Linked DNA regions of Pan troglodytes: region 1 is linked to region 2. Evidence: chromatin contacts called from public Hi-C data. All regions are on one chromosome and are shown on one strand. Each heading gives the region's core, a stretch centred on a gene start, on an enhancer-like site or on the middle of the called end of the contact. The rest is flanking DNA. Distances are from core to core; before and after follow the strand shown. Region 1 overlaps LOC129143556 (a long non-coding RNA gene). Region 2 holds the start of TBL1XR1 (TBL1X/Y related 1).

Region 1 (7,455 bases), core at 1,754-4,253, 400 kb after region 2:
TCAGACTAAGACTGCAATCATACAATGGAAATAAAATTGTTTTATTTAACCAGTCAGTGACAAGGGAGCAATCAAGTTGTTTTCTTGGCACTGTGTATCCAATTCTATAACTATAATTTTCATCTTTGAAGAAGTTGCATTCTGTTTTCAGGAAGACAATCTTTGGTTGCCTTCCTCACATCATCTTCTGCCTTTTCAAAGTCATGACTAGCGAATATATTAGAAATTTTCTATATAAATCATAAATTTGCCTCTGAATATTATAACAATATTTTATTCATTTTCATACATCATTTGACTCTTCTACCCTCATTATTTTGTTCTACTTTGATTGTATGTTTGGCCCAGAACACTGAGTGAAGGAGGCATGCAATTGCTGTTTTGAGGATAACCAGCAGGCCAAAGTTAATTTACACTTGGTGGATTTCCAACTGCAGAGGAGTTGGTGAAATTGTCATTGGAGCTTTTATTTTGAAGTATTATGCAGTTTTGTGTTACCACATGTTTAATAAGATTGAACTAACTGAGCACTTGCTACGTGCACAATAGAGAACTAAAAAAAAAAAAAAAAGACCTGTCACATCACCATTTATTTCCTTCACGGCACTTATTGCATTATCTGATTCTCTTGTTTATTTACTTGTTTACTTACACATTGTCTGTCTTGCCCACTGGAAATGCAGACATTCTGCCTCTCTGTTTTTGTGGTTATAAATCCAGCACCTGGCACAGTGCCTACAACATAGAAAGGTTCAAAATATAGTTTGTTATCTGACAGAAAAAAAAGATGTTTATCTTCTCTGGTAAGAATGTTTTTCCTCTTTCAAATCTCCCATCTCATAAACTTTCCATTCCCAATCATCCTTTGGTTGGTCGAAGCAGCCATTTTCTCCTCTGATATCCCAGTGATGACCCTTAGTACTAGTCATTTGATGTATTATTATACACCAGTTTATAATGACTCTTTTATTCTCATTTAGGTTATGTTTCTCTTACATATCTCTGCACTGATACACGCAACAAGCATTTTGTAAAATGTCAAACACCTCTACAAGTATTGCTTATGATGACTGTTGTAAGCTCCTTGAGGTCAGTGGCGCTAGAATACAATTTCTCTTATTAAACCGTAGTGACTGATCCCTGTGTTATGTCGATGAATAATTAAAGTAGCAATGATTTTGTCTATATCTCTAGAGATGAGGACCAATCATAACCCCACCTCCAATTTGGAGATTATTCTCAACTGTATTTGCGTCTTTATGTAAACCCCTCCTATTAGCTTCATCAAGAGGTTTTATCCCCTCCTCTTGGCTTTCAAACCAACATGAATTTTCAGCTGAATATAGGGCAGATTTGCTGTTCAGTGTCAACTTGCTTGAGGTGGGACTGGGAGCAATTCACTTGCTGAAGGAGACTACAGTGAAGTCCTCCAGAAACTCTGGGGAACTGGTCACATTCACAGGTCACAGGCTCTGCCTCAGACGTGGCTTTGTCTAGGTTGTGGACTGCTGGAGTCTTTCCAGGAAGAGAACACCTTCCTTTTATCTTAAAACCATGCTGTGATTGCCCCAACATATTCCTGACTGCCCAAACCTTGTTAACTAGGTGAGCCAGATAGAATTTGAGTGCATGCTCATTAAGCATAGATGCTTGGATATACACATATACGTACAGCAAGGAGTCATGCCAGGAAAAGGTGCCAGACCCCAGTGCTGTGGAATTATACTGGATTTCTGTGGCAAAAGCATCATGGAAGACCCTTTTGCAAGGGAGTGGGCTTTGCCAGAGTTTTCATGCAGAGTCATAAGGATATTCCCTTTTAGCATTTGGCACCAGTTATTTTACACCAACTTGTGAAGCACAGTGCCAAGTTCTATTGCCTGGAATCTCCTTAAAGGTTTACTCAGATGTTGGCAGAAGCATCCAAAGTCATATTTTCTGTTGTTTATTCTTTTGCTTTTTTTTTCTCTTTGCAAATGAAAACCAGAGGTGTAAGTGTTCCATCCCAAAGGAGGAAGATTGTATCAAAAGCTATACCTCCTTCTGCTCACTCATACAACTCCCATGCACATCCCTTGGCTTTAATCACACAGCTTTCCACGCTGCTGACTATGCCAGGGCAACTCTGTTCTGCATGTCTGTATTGCTTCAGGGCACATTTCAGACCAGAACTGGATGGACTCACCTGGCTGGGTAATTTAGACATTTGTGGTTTGCAATGTTCCAGTGTGCTCCAAGCTATCCCAGCTTACTGGTTTCTTCCCAGGAAGTGGGAGAAGACTTTATCCATTTGTTTTCTGACAAGAGACATTAGGGCCATAATTTAAGCAGTTTTCCAGAAGTCTGGCAGCAGAGGGTTACAATCTAGCAGGATTCGGTGTTGCCTAAGCAAATTTGAATTTGTACTCTGGCTCACTCAGCCCATTTTAAACCCAGCAGCCTGGGGAGAATGAATCCTTATGAAATCAATGCGGTGGCTTCAGTTTCCTGTGGATGGCTTCCAGAAATGCTCCAGACATTGCTGAATGCTCTAGGTAGACTCTCAGTGCTTCGACCAAGGCACATTCAGACAAGCCTTTTTTGATTCACTACATATATTTCTGTTTAGAAGCGGCAAGGCTGGACTGATGACCCTGCAACGCGGTTTTGTTTCCCTCTCATTATCTATCTGGCTTCACAGGAAGTGAATGCTTGGCTGGTGAAGACAAAAAAGCTGTTCTCCAGCCTCATGCTTCATGGCTGGAACATAGCCAGTTTAGGCTTGTGAAGAGTCCATTAAAAACACACGGAGGCAGTTGAGGGATGGGATCTGTGTATGTACAGGTCTTTCAAACGTAGGCAGCCTATGTTTGGCTTATGGGGCTTGGAGGAGAGGCCTTCTTTGATGTGATTCTTGGATCACATATTGATTAAAAAAAAAACAACCAGAAGTCTAATACCCACTGTAATGCATCCAGCAGACAACCTCTTAGCATCTCTATAGAGACCTTTCCTCCTTTACTGGGTCACACTTAGGGCACATTTAGCTCTCAGATAACCTTAAATAACCCACAGTTCATTTCCTGTTGACTTCGTGTATCCTCTACTTCCTGAAAGGTTTTCTTCTTTTTTTTCAGTTGCCACTCATCGTTAATATGACATTCTCCAGGTCTTCTCCGCACTTCAGAATTCTCTTCTGGGCTTTTGAATGTTCTTGTTTTTTTGCTGAATTGTTTTTCCTGGGTTTTCATCTTCTCTTACCCTGTTCACAGTGGAGAGGGAACTACATTTCACCCCTGCTGTCTCAGAATGTTTCTCATACTTAACATTCTATTTTCCTACTGACTTGGAAAAATTGCATTATAACCTTTGATCTGGCACAGTTCAATCACATTTTGGCTGGAAATGTTTTACACATTAAAATGATGAAGGATGACTTTATTTGCCAGACAAAAGATGTTTAAAATGGAAAAAAAGAAAAAAAAAAACTCAAAAAGGTCTTTCTGGAGCTACTGTATAAAAAAGACTCTTGAATATGCAAAAGCTTTTGGAACACAGAAGGGAGTCAGTTGCTTCACTTTAGAGTCAGTTTAGCAAAGGACGGATTTGTGGTGACTTGTCACGGCCTTGAGATTTTTGAAAGCAGGTCTCTCCAGAAAGCCTGTCCTTAAAGACAGAGTGGCTTCTTTCCCCTTTGGCTAAGACTGACTGCCAAATTTCACCAGGTTGCATACCCAATGGTGGAAAGTGCCAGCTTCTTGGCTTTGCATAGGCAAATTCCTACCTCCCTATTTTCTCTCCAGTCAATGCAGCAGTCTGTTTATGCTGTGCAGACGGATACCCACCAGACAGGGTTTTCTGAACCTACTAGTCTATTTAGGATCCAGTTTTTTTTTTTTTTTTTTTACAGTGCTGCAGCCTAATTAAGCTTGGCGATATCATTAAACTTCTATTCAATTCGATTACATTTTAGTTCAAATGTTATTGATGCCATCCACATGCCAGGACTGTGTTAGGCATTGGGGTGGGTGGCGAGAAATGGTCCATACCCTCACGAAACTTAGCGCCTAGCTTAATTTTCTCATATTTATCAATTTGATCCTGACGAAGTAGGACACCAATATATAATGCTAAAGACTAGATTTCTTCCATCCATACTAGTTGAGTTGTATAACATGAGTGTCTTAAAAACAAATTCAGGGCCATCTATTTTGCAATTGGATATGTAAAATAATTTGTACTATGGCTATTATGGGAAATAGGATTCAATTAATGACTTGTGGGAACACTTTGCCAATAATCATGTATGAGAGACTTTTCCCCAACTGGTGGAAGCAGAGGGGAGGGAGGAAGTGAGCTGATGACAGAATGTAAAAGCAGAGAGTACATTGAAAAACCCACTTCATATAATTAGTATAAAGTAAGGTAGAAGCAAAATAAAACAAAAAGTGCTATTCATTTTGGTCCCAGAAACCATTGTTGGTGAGGGCTATTAAGTAAGCATCCAACTTACTTCCTGTAGCTTGACTTCCAGAATGTAGTGATATTGGAAACTACCCTGTGGATTTTTTTTTCCCAAGCCACTTCCTTTTCTGAGGAAAGAGACCTATTCTATGCACACAAGTCAGTTCTTGTTCGTTTTATGTTTTAGCAATGTGGGCCCTTACAAATCTTTAAAATGACACAATAGATCTTCATATAAGAACCTTGACAAGTGAAGCTGTGATACAAGCAAAGGGCAGAAGTGGAAAGGGTGTGGGAAAGAATGGAGCAAGAGGAAGGAAGGGTGGGGTTGGGGGTCCAGGGATGCTCCACGTGTGTGTGCCCTCATAGGTTAGACATTAGGAAGGCTTCAGAAACACCATACGTTTGGGCAAAGCCTATACTCTTCGTTATTTCCTTCCTGCACAAACTTACATACCACCCCGTGCCTGCTCTACCTACCACCCTTCACGATTCCATACCTCCTGGCAGGCAGTGCTCCTGTAACAAACCCCCCGACATTCAGGCTGCTTATATTTCTGTCTCAAGTGAATACATTTCTAAAATACTGAGTTTGAATAAACAACACAATAAAGCAAGATTTAAAAATATGTTTACATTTGGCTGTTTGCCCTGGTTTGGGGAAGGGAGTAAGTATAGACTGTGTTATTCCCTCAGAATCCTCTAGAAAAATTACCTTTAATGATGACCTGGAGGGTGGGGTCCCTTAATGATTTGCAAGAGATTCAGGGAGAGGTGTCTCAGGATGGTTTCTTCTGTTACTAATGTATTTTGTTGTGATTTCTTGGTCTTAATTGCAATTTTGTAGTTCATTCATCTAACATGGCATTCTTATAATAAATAAAAATGTGTAACTTCCTTCCTAATTATAGAAGTCATGCATAGTTATTGTAGGTCATTTGAAAAATTCAGAAAAGTCCAACTAAGAAGCAAAATCAACCATCATCCCACCTCCCAGTGTTATGTATTGTAAAGATTTGGTGTTTGTCTTGTCAATCTATGGTTGTGTTTTCCTCTCCCCATCCAATTCATTTTCATAATATTTTTATATATTGGCTAGTGTGACCAGAGTTTGGTTCAATCAATGGTCGTCAAGTGACTAAAAATGTTCGTGAAACACTTGCTTAGGAAATTTTTTAGTGGAATTAGCTAATCCTTTTTGAGAAACCAAGCCTATGTCTAGAAATACTCATCATAATTTGGAGAAATCAATCAGCTTACTTTTAATATCACAAATCAGGAATTTTATGCAAGCACCAAACATGCATTGCCTTAATTTTATTTTTTTCCTTAACTCTTATTTTTTTCTAAGTTGATATATTTGTATCTTCTTAAGCAGCAATAAGATAAAAGAAGGAACAGCGAAGTTGGAGTCAGAAAATCTGAGAAGAAGTCCTAGCTAGGTTTCTTAAGAACTTTGTGACATGGGCCCAGAAGAACAAATGTATCTGGGCTTCAGATTTATCATCTGTAAACTGTGGATAATAGTGCCAACCTCATTGTGTTGTTGGGGTGGAAGGAGGGCAGAGGAGGAGCAAATAAGAGAATATATGTGGGTCACATACAAACTGAAAGTACTGCACAAATGAAAAGTATTTCATATTATATCACCTATGAAAACGTGGACACATTTTTCACCGGAGATGTCTTTAGATGAATTGCTCAAAAACCTTGAATGAATTTTCAAATGATAATTCCTCATGTTGCAACTCTCTCTAGGAAATAGTAGCCATTTTGTTGTGGCATCATTTCTCAAACTTTTCTGTACCAATTAGAATAGCTCTCTGAGGTCTGACAGGCAGAACTGGCTGAAGAGCCTAAAGGCATTGCTAAGATAAGTAGTCAGGCAAGTTTTTGATACCTAGGAGCTTGTGATTTCTTGTTATTGGGTCCTCTTCTTAATTAACAATCATTGTTCCTCTATTGCAGCTAGCACACACCCCTGTCAGCAAGCTGCTTTTCAGAATGAACCTGCCTGGACAATAGCAATGTAAGAGGAAACACTTCCACACAGGTGCAAAACCTAACCACTCCCAGATAGACAGGGAATCCATCAATCAACTCTGAGGATAAATCCTGCTGATACAATCCTCTGGTGGTGTCCCTTTGAGAGTATTATTATTATTATTATTTTTAAACAGAGTCTTGCTCTGTTGCCCAGGCTGGAGTGCAGTGGCATGATCTCAGCTTACGGCAACCTCTGCCTCCCGGGTTCAAGCAATTCTCATGCCTCAGTTTCTCAAGTAGCTGGGATTACAGGCGTGCGCCACCATGCCCAGTTAATTTTTTTGTACTTTTAGTAGAGACGGGGTTTTGCCATGTTGGCCAGGCTGGTCTCAAACTCCTGACCTCAAGTGATCTGCCTGCCTCTGCCTCCCAAAGTGTGGGGATTACAGGTGTGAGCCACTGTGCCCAGCCTGAGTGTATTTTTTTGAAGTCTCCAAGTCAAAGATGCAAAGACTCCTCTGCAATCCCTCCCTGGCTCCACATCTCATCATCAAATATTTCTAAATCCTTTCTGGGCTTTTCTGACAATATCAATCATAACAGAAATAACCTGGAGCATTAGTATCAGCCTGAATAATCTTGAATCAGGTACTCCTTAGACTACACATGGTCCATAGTTTAGATTTATTACATATAGTTTTATAGATACTGAAGTGGAGACGTAAGGAGAGATTAGGTGATTTGCCACCAGAATGCCTTGGTTGATGGACAACTCAAAATGAAGAATTCTTGATACCCTCTCCTTTGTTGGGTCCCTGTTATGATCTAGAAATCAGGACAATACATCTGCCCCTTTTGAGAAACTATTTTTCCCTTCCCTTATTATCTCATTCAAATGTACTCTTACTCTTTAATATTAGCCATTTTATATTCAGAGCTCTCTTCCTCTTTGGTTTTCTTCATTGTCAAATTGTCGTGTTACTCATTTATGTTTCTCTTTTCATTTGCCTTCTGAAATTTAAAGAT
Region 2 (7,351 bases), core at 4,572-7,071:
GGCCGACCCTAGGTTCTGCTGGACCCAAACCTTGAAAGAGTTCCCTTTGTATTTAAAGAGTTTGCCTGGCACGGTGGCTCATGCCTGTAATCCCAGCACTTTGGGAGGCCGAGGCGGGCGGTCAGGAGTTCGAGACCAGCCTGACCAACATGGTGAAACCCCATCTCTACTAAAGATACAAGAAATTAGCCAGGCAAGTGACAGGCACCTGTAATCCCAGCTACTTGGGAGGCTGAGGTAGGGGAATCGCTTGAACCCGGGAGGCAGAGGTTGCAGTGAGCCGAGATCGCACCATTGCACTCCAGCATGAGTGACAGAGCAAGACTCTGTCTCAAAAAAAAAAAAAAAGAGTTGAAGCTGGGCGCGGTGGCTCACGCCTGTAATCCCAGCACTTTGAGAGGCCAAAGCGGGCGGATCACAAGGTCAAGAGATGGAGACCACATGGTGAAACCCCGTCTCTACTAAAAATACAAAAATTAGCTGGGCGTGGTGGGGCATGCCTATAATCCCAGCTAGGAGGCTGAGGCAGGAGAATCGCTTGAACCCAGGAGGCGCGAGGTTGCAGTAAGAGATCGCGCCATTGCACTCCAACCTGCACTCCAACCTGGGCAACAAACAAAGTGAGACTTCATCTCAAAAAAAAAAAAAAAAAGAAAGAAAGAAAGTTGAAAAATGTTTCAACTGGTGCAAGTAGGCTTAAGAAGTCCAACCCAGATGACAGAATAGCAACAAAGGCATGCAAAAAAGATCCACCACCGTACCTACACCAATCATGTAAATTATTCATAGTATATGTAAGCCTTAAACCACAACTTTTTAAGAGTAAAAAAAACCAAGCTAAGTTTACTTCAAATGGGTTACTTAGGAAATGGAGCTATCAAATCCTTCCTATGACATTATGCCCCTACTAAAATAAATAACAAGCAAATAAAATGTAATACAAAGAAACAAACTTCAAAAATCAAACCTATCAGGAGCAACTTACACTTACAGGATGCTTAGAATGTCAACCATTGTTCTAAGTACCTCTCACACACTAACTCGATCTGCTTAACTCTATGAAGTTGACTGTCCCCTTACACAGATGAAGAAACTAAAACACATTAGGGCCAGGCGCACTGTGGCTCATGCCTATAATCCCAGCCCTTTGGGAGGCCGAGGCAGGCACGTTACCTGAGGTCAGGAGTTCGAGACCAGCCTGGCCAACATGGTGAAACCCCATCTCTACTAAAAATACAAAAATTAGCCGGGAGTGGTGGCAGGCACCTGTAATCCCAGCTACTTGGGAGGCTGAGGCAGGAGAATCACTTGAACCCAGGAGGCGGAGGTTGCAGTGAGCCGAGATCGCGCCACTGCACTCCAGCCTGGGCAACAGAGCAAAACTCCGTCTCAAAAAAATAAAATAAAATAAAATTTTAAAAAATAAATAAAACGTATGAGGAGCTACTACCCCAACATCACAGCTAGTAAAGGATAGAGCCTGAGTTTGAACTCACTTTAACCACTATGCTACAACACAAAGACTTCAATGATTTTTCTTACACAAATTTTTTGTTTGTTTGTTTGTTTGTTTTTGAGAGGGTGTCTCCCTCTATCGCCCAGGCTGGAGTGCAATGGCGCGATCTTGGCTCACTGCAACCTCCACCTCCTGGGTTCAAGCGATTCTCCCACCTCAGCCTCCCGAGTAGCTGGGACTACAGGTACCCGCCACCACGCCCAGCTAATTTGTGTATTTTTAGTAGAGACGGGGTTTCACCATGCTGGCCAAGATGGTCTCAATCTCTTGACCTCGTGATCCGCCCGCCTTGGCCTTCCAAAGTGCTTGGATTACAGGCGTGAGCCACTGCGCCCAGCAAGACTGCATCTTATTAAATGGTGCTAGGGAATTCAGCACAATGATATGAGATCTATCAATTTCATTTACCCATGCAATCACTCGACCCATTTAGTACAGACGCTCAACTATAGATCATAAACTTGATTAGAAACACAAGTTTTTGGAAGGATGATCTACACGGATCAAGACTAACAAAACAGCTGGGAAAATTCCGCAGATTCAGTCATCTAAGACAGACCCAGGTTTGAATCCTAGTGTTCATTTAATAATTTTGTGGCCTTGAACAAGGGAATTAACTTCTTTGCACCTCTGTTTCATCATCCACAAAAAAAGCCCAACACTATCTACCTCATAGGATTAGCCTAGGGTATAAACAGCATAGAAAGCACCTCACACCTCCTAGAGCATAGCCCGGAGCACCTAGTCCCTCTCCTCTGGCTCTATGGTTACAGGGCAATTAATTGCACTCTTACCGAATCCAATCCCAGAGGGGTAAACAGCCAAATCTCTCCAGCATCAGCGCTCTCAGAGTCTTTTCTTTTTAACTTCAAGTTTCTATTGGTGGCAGAGCAGGAGATACCACCTTCGTGGTACCTAAACTGAACGATACTCAACAATTCTTTACTACACAGCTCTAGGGTCCTAGCCCTCCTCTACTACCAGAATGTCTGAGCATAAAGTATAAATGTCTCGTGTTAGCTGCTTTCCTTTTTTGCATTTCAGTGACTTATACTGTAAATGTTATTTGTGAAATGAGTCCAATTCACATGCACTAGAAAAATACAAGTTCTAGTGAATACCAATGTTTCTGCCATGCCTCTCCCCTGACTTCCTACCATTCACATTCTTCTTTATTCTTTTTATATAAATGACACCAAAAATTGAACAAACCCAACAAATTATTTCAACCAACTTCATCAAAATGTGTCAAGTCAGGAATTCTTTATAATAGTACTGCTACAAGTTGTACAAGGGAGATTCCTTTGTCAGCTACTCGTCTGACAAGGTTGTATACATACTGCACTGATAGATTTAATCAACAAGTTGATGTTCAAAAGGTCTATTAATACATTTCCTTTTATCAGTACCCCTTATATTTATATTACCTTCTGTTAGCTTGAAAGGCTCCTAGAACACAGGAAGCAGTTACCTCTAGTTCTTTCGGGAGACTGGTGTCATGGTAATCATGCAAAACCTTTAATTAGGTGTCGAGAATACAAATATCAAAAAGATTCTTAGACATACGTATTAAAATGCTTAACACTTCTTTGAAGCAACCAATGCAAAAATATCATCTCTGCAAGGGGTCACTCCATTTACCACCAGTGTCTCCCACATTAATACCCAAAGCTGGTATACGTTAAAAGAAAAATGTCTTATAAACTGACGGTGAGCTTTGCAACAATTTTTATGCCATTAACATGTCACTTTATTAAGCTCCTTAGCAGTAAGAAAAACTTTTCCCAGGCACGTAGTTTTCGTCCCCCATACAGTTTAGTATTTTGTCCTGTAGGTCGGATTCTAACAACTCAAACGTCAAAAAAAATAGTAGTTATTTATGACTTTAATGATCGCGATTACATACATCTCAGTGCAGGATAGGGTTGAAAAAAAAAATCATATTCCAAACAAGAAAACCTGGATTTAAGAGCAAGAAGCCTAATCACACATCACACGCCTAACTGCTCTCAGGCATACTTTCTTCCTGCAGCCCCTCCCCCACAGGTAAATGCTAACTATTTCTAGAACTCTCAACTATTTGGGAAGCTTGCCATCAACTCCCATGATACCACCCAACACACACCATGTTTTCGGGGAGACAAAGGTGCCCTACTTCCCCAGACTATAAACTATTAAAATGGTGAGAACATACAATCCCAGGAAGTCGGCATTACTAAAATACATCAATGTAGCACGGGTCTTATTTTAACAAAAATGAAAATGAATCACACTGGAAAACCCAAACAGTCACTCATTGTATCTTCAACGTGTAATCGAAATTATTTATTCCAAGTTATTTCAGGTAAGTGGATGAACACACCACGAGGGCCTTATTACCCAAACCGGTGAAGGAGCCTTTAGGAAAAACGGAGGGGGAAGATCACTTAATTATATGAGGTGGGGGGTGGAGAAACCATTCAGTCTTAAAATTCAAACTAAAAATAACCTGTCATTTTCACCCCCCACATTTTATTAACAAGCTTGTTTAGATCAGCATACGGTTCCTGTTTGGAAAACAAGAAAGTGAATAGTAAACTTTCCTAAGTCAACTGTAAATCACATAGGTACTAAAACTCTTCACCCCTGGTGCCTGCACAGTCCAAGATTTCAAGTAAACTCCAGACATTGAGAACACCTAATTTTTAACTAGTTTCCAACATTTCTCATTTGTAATCACCAAATTATCTTAGAGACACTTAGATAACCTAACAAAGAGAGCATTTTTTAAAAGCCACAACCCAAATTTTACATGAAATACACCATTTTCACAACCTAAATTTAATCCCGGTTGCCACTGCGAAGTGATGCCTGTTTCAGCAAATTAAGAACTTCCAAAAATACTGAACACGTTAACACATGCATGGCTTCCCTCGAGCTGCCATTTAAGATTAATATTCCACTTAAATAAAAGTCTGCTTCTGTTCAAAAAATTACATCGGTTGCAAAGAGGAAGTTACCGAGAAACCACCCTCACAACGTGGCCTTTACACTGTCAGAAAATAACGTGACTCTGTGCCACCCAAAACTTACCAGGAAGCTGGCAATAACTTTGCCAATTCTACACTCCTGAACCCAACTTCAAAGAGCCTCCACCGAATACCTCCTTAAGACGATAAAAAGCACTAAGTTACAAATAAACACGTCCCGGAGCAAGGCCCGGCTGCCGCGCGCCCCTCCCCCGGCCGGCGCCCCCGCCCCGGACGCGCGGCCCCAACAGCCGCCCGCAGCCCCTAGCACGCCGGCCGGGGTCGCCGCGCCCGGGCCGGGGACGCGCCCGGGGAGGGGAGATTTCCATTGCCGCCCGAGGTTTCACAAAATAGCATGCACCGAAAAGCTCCTTCTCCTCTGCTAAAAATAGGCTATAAAGGAGTCGGCCTCATGATGGCTCCTTGATTCAATTTGCTGCAAATCCTTTCCTGAAAGCCTCCCTCCCTCAAACACACACGCACAAAAAGGGGGTGTAAATGCACGAAGGGAGGAAGAGGGGGAGAAGGCCGAGGTGCACATTTTCGGGGACAACATAATTAGGGTGAGGATCCCCCGAGACCGGGAAAGGGTAGGGGGGTGGGCAGGCACGTGAGCATTTCAAAGAAACCTGAGAGAGGAAAACGGGGGGATGGGGGCGCCCCAAGTGCCCTCCCTGCCTTCCCTTCCCCCACGCAAGCCCAGTTCCCCCAAGGGCCAAGTTGAAAAATGCATGTTCCACTCGCGCCCATCCCCCCCCGCGGCCCAGCGCCCCCGGCCGCCTCTGGCCCGCGCCCCCCGCCCAGGCCCCCGGCCGCCCCCACTCCAGGGTCCGGCCCCCAGCGCTTACCTGGAAACGGTGGCCTCCAACGCCGCTCCCCCCTCCCGGGAATGGAGGCACAAGGAAATTCCCCTCCTCGCCGCCGCCGCCACCGCCTCCAACCACCCCCAAAATAACCCCTCCGGGGGGTGAGAGGCAATTATAACCCCAGCGAGCGGAGGGCGCGGGGGATGGGCGCCGGGCGGGCGGGGGCGGGGAGCGCGGCGCGGGTCCCCAGGTGGCGAGCGGAGGTGCTCCCGCCGCGGGGGGAGGGGCGGGGGCGCACGCGGCCGGCGGCGGGGGGAGGCGGCGCGCGGGGGAAGGGCGCGAGCGGGGAGAGGAATTGAGGCAGAAGGTAAAAGCTGTTACTAAGGGAAAGAGCCAAACGGTTCGGAGCAGCCAACGGCTCAGACACTCAACACTGGGGAGAGAGGAATGGGGACCAGCCAGGCACAAATGAGCTCGCGAGGCCCGCGGCGGCGGCGGCGGCGGCGGCGGCCGCGCAGCAAAACAAACCCGAGCGGCCTGCGCCGGGCGGGCGGGCGGGCGCGCGGGGGAGGGGCCGGCGGGGGAGGGGCGCCGCGGACGCCGGGAGGCGGCGGCGGCGCGGCGGGGGGGCTCCAGCGGCCGCGCTCCTCTCCCTCCCGGCCCGCTCTGGCGGCACTGGGGGCTGGGCTGTGCGGCGCATTCTTTTAAAAATCAGGCGAGCCCCGCGGGCACTCGAAGGCGCCTCGGGGCCCCGGGCCGCCCGCCCCGCCCCCACCGCCGCGGGCCGGCCTGGGTGTGCTCGGGTGTGGGCCGCTGGGCCCGAGACGGGTGGGGGCGGGGAGGCCCGCGCGGTGGCCGGGGTGGAGCCGCCGGCGAAGTTTCCCAAGGACGCCGCGGGCTCCCGCGTGTCCGGGGGGCGGCCCGGCGGCGTTGGGGGCTGGGCGCACACGCGGCGGGCATGTGGGGGAGTGCGGCGCGGCATCATATGGACATTTGTTTGTGAAAATCTCTGTGAACACCTTTGTGTGCGTAAATACATATGGTTCTCCGAAGCGTACCTGGAAAGGTGCTTTATCTGTAATAAGCGACTTTCAAAATGTGATCCAGAGCACGGGATCTGGAGAGAAAACACACGCACACAAGAAAAGGTTTTTGATACTAAACACAAAGCTGTAATTGAAGTATTTATGCCCAAATGTACTGTGAATCAAGCATATGGTGGTATTTATCATCTGGTGGGTCTGTTTGAAAGGTTTGCTCGATCAGTTCTTACTTCACAAAAATAAAATAATGTAACTAAATGTTTACTAAATATATACCTCCACGGTGGCATCCACAGTAGAAGTTTATCCACTTTGTGTACTTTTTGCATGTGTGAAGCACAGCAAGGCGGTTTATAAAGTATAACTTAGATGAGTGATAATGTGGCAGTATGGTTGAGGGAGGGTTGTTTTTAAAGAAGGGAGGCACCTCACAGGTTTTAAAGCAAATGGGGTGGTAATCTTGCTAAGACTTTCAGAAAGATGGGGTAGGGTGGTTTTTAGAGCTTTGTATAAGCTCAGGACTGGAGAAGCAGCCACCCTTTTACATTAAGATACGACTTGAAACCTTTTTGTTATTTCGGTTATTACTGCCTTCAAAGCAAAATAATGTTTGCAGCTTTCTTAAAGGTGAAGGGTTCTGTTTTCCTACTTTCATCAGAATATTTGAAAATAGATGTAGTGATCACTTTAAAGCAACCATCATTTCCTCTCAATGTCAGAAGCCTGAAGTTTTGCGACACACACACACACACACACACACACACACACATTAGTCGTAACTTGCACCAGTCTGGACTCCTGGTGGCCTAATAAGTTCAGTAATTAGACAGATGCTTTCTTGGCCAAGGTCAATGTCTCTTTCCCCCCTGAGCCCTTGCTTGGGGGAGCTGCCAGAGGCCTTTCCTGAATGACCTAGTGGGGCAGGGAGCAGGAAAACCATCAGAGGAAAGGGAGTGGGATTGGAAACTCCCTTCCAAC

The links. Hi-C and Micro-C count contacts between places; a contact is called where the count stands out from the background.
Region 1: a Hi-C map of stem cell-derived neural progenitor cells shows a contact between it and region 2, with 4 times the contacts expected there. The contact joins the enhancer-like site here to the promoter of TBL1XR1 in region 2. A contact is called at or near these places in 1 of 7 Hi-C or Micro-C datasets (stem cell-derived neural progenitor cells), 1 of 1 datasets of contacts at active chromatin or transcription factors (stem cell-derived excitatory neurons) and 1 of 1 other capture datasets (stem cell-derived neural stem cells).

Annotation. Positions count from the first base shown.
Region 1 is chr2:180,789,443-180,796,897 of NHGRI_mPanTro3-v2.0_pri, forward strand. All of the region lies in intron 2 of LOC129143556 (a long non-coding RNA gene), which reads left to right. Among named protein-coding and RNA genes, the nearest start is that of TBL1XR1, 400 kb to the left of the region's middle. Within about 2 kb of position 3,004, at least 9 of the 24 cell types and tissues checked have an H3K27ac peak or open chromatin away from gene starts, as enhancers often do. A contact at or near this core is called in stem cell-derived neural progenitor cells, where this site is marked.
Region 2 is chr2:180,390,066-180,397,416 of NHGRI_mPanTro3-v2.0_pri, forward strand. TBL1XR1 (TBL1X/Y related 1) reads right to left here and starts at 5,822. Exons shown (of 15, transcript XM_016942314.4): 1 at 5,373-5,822.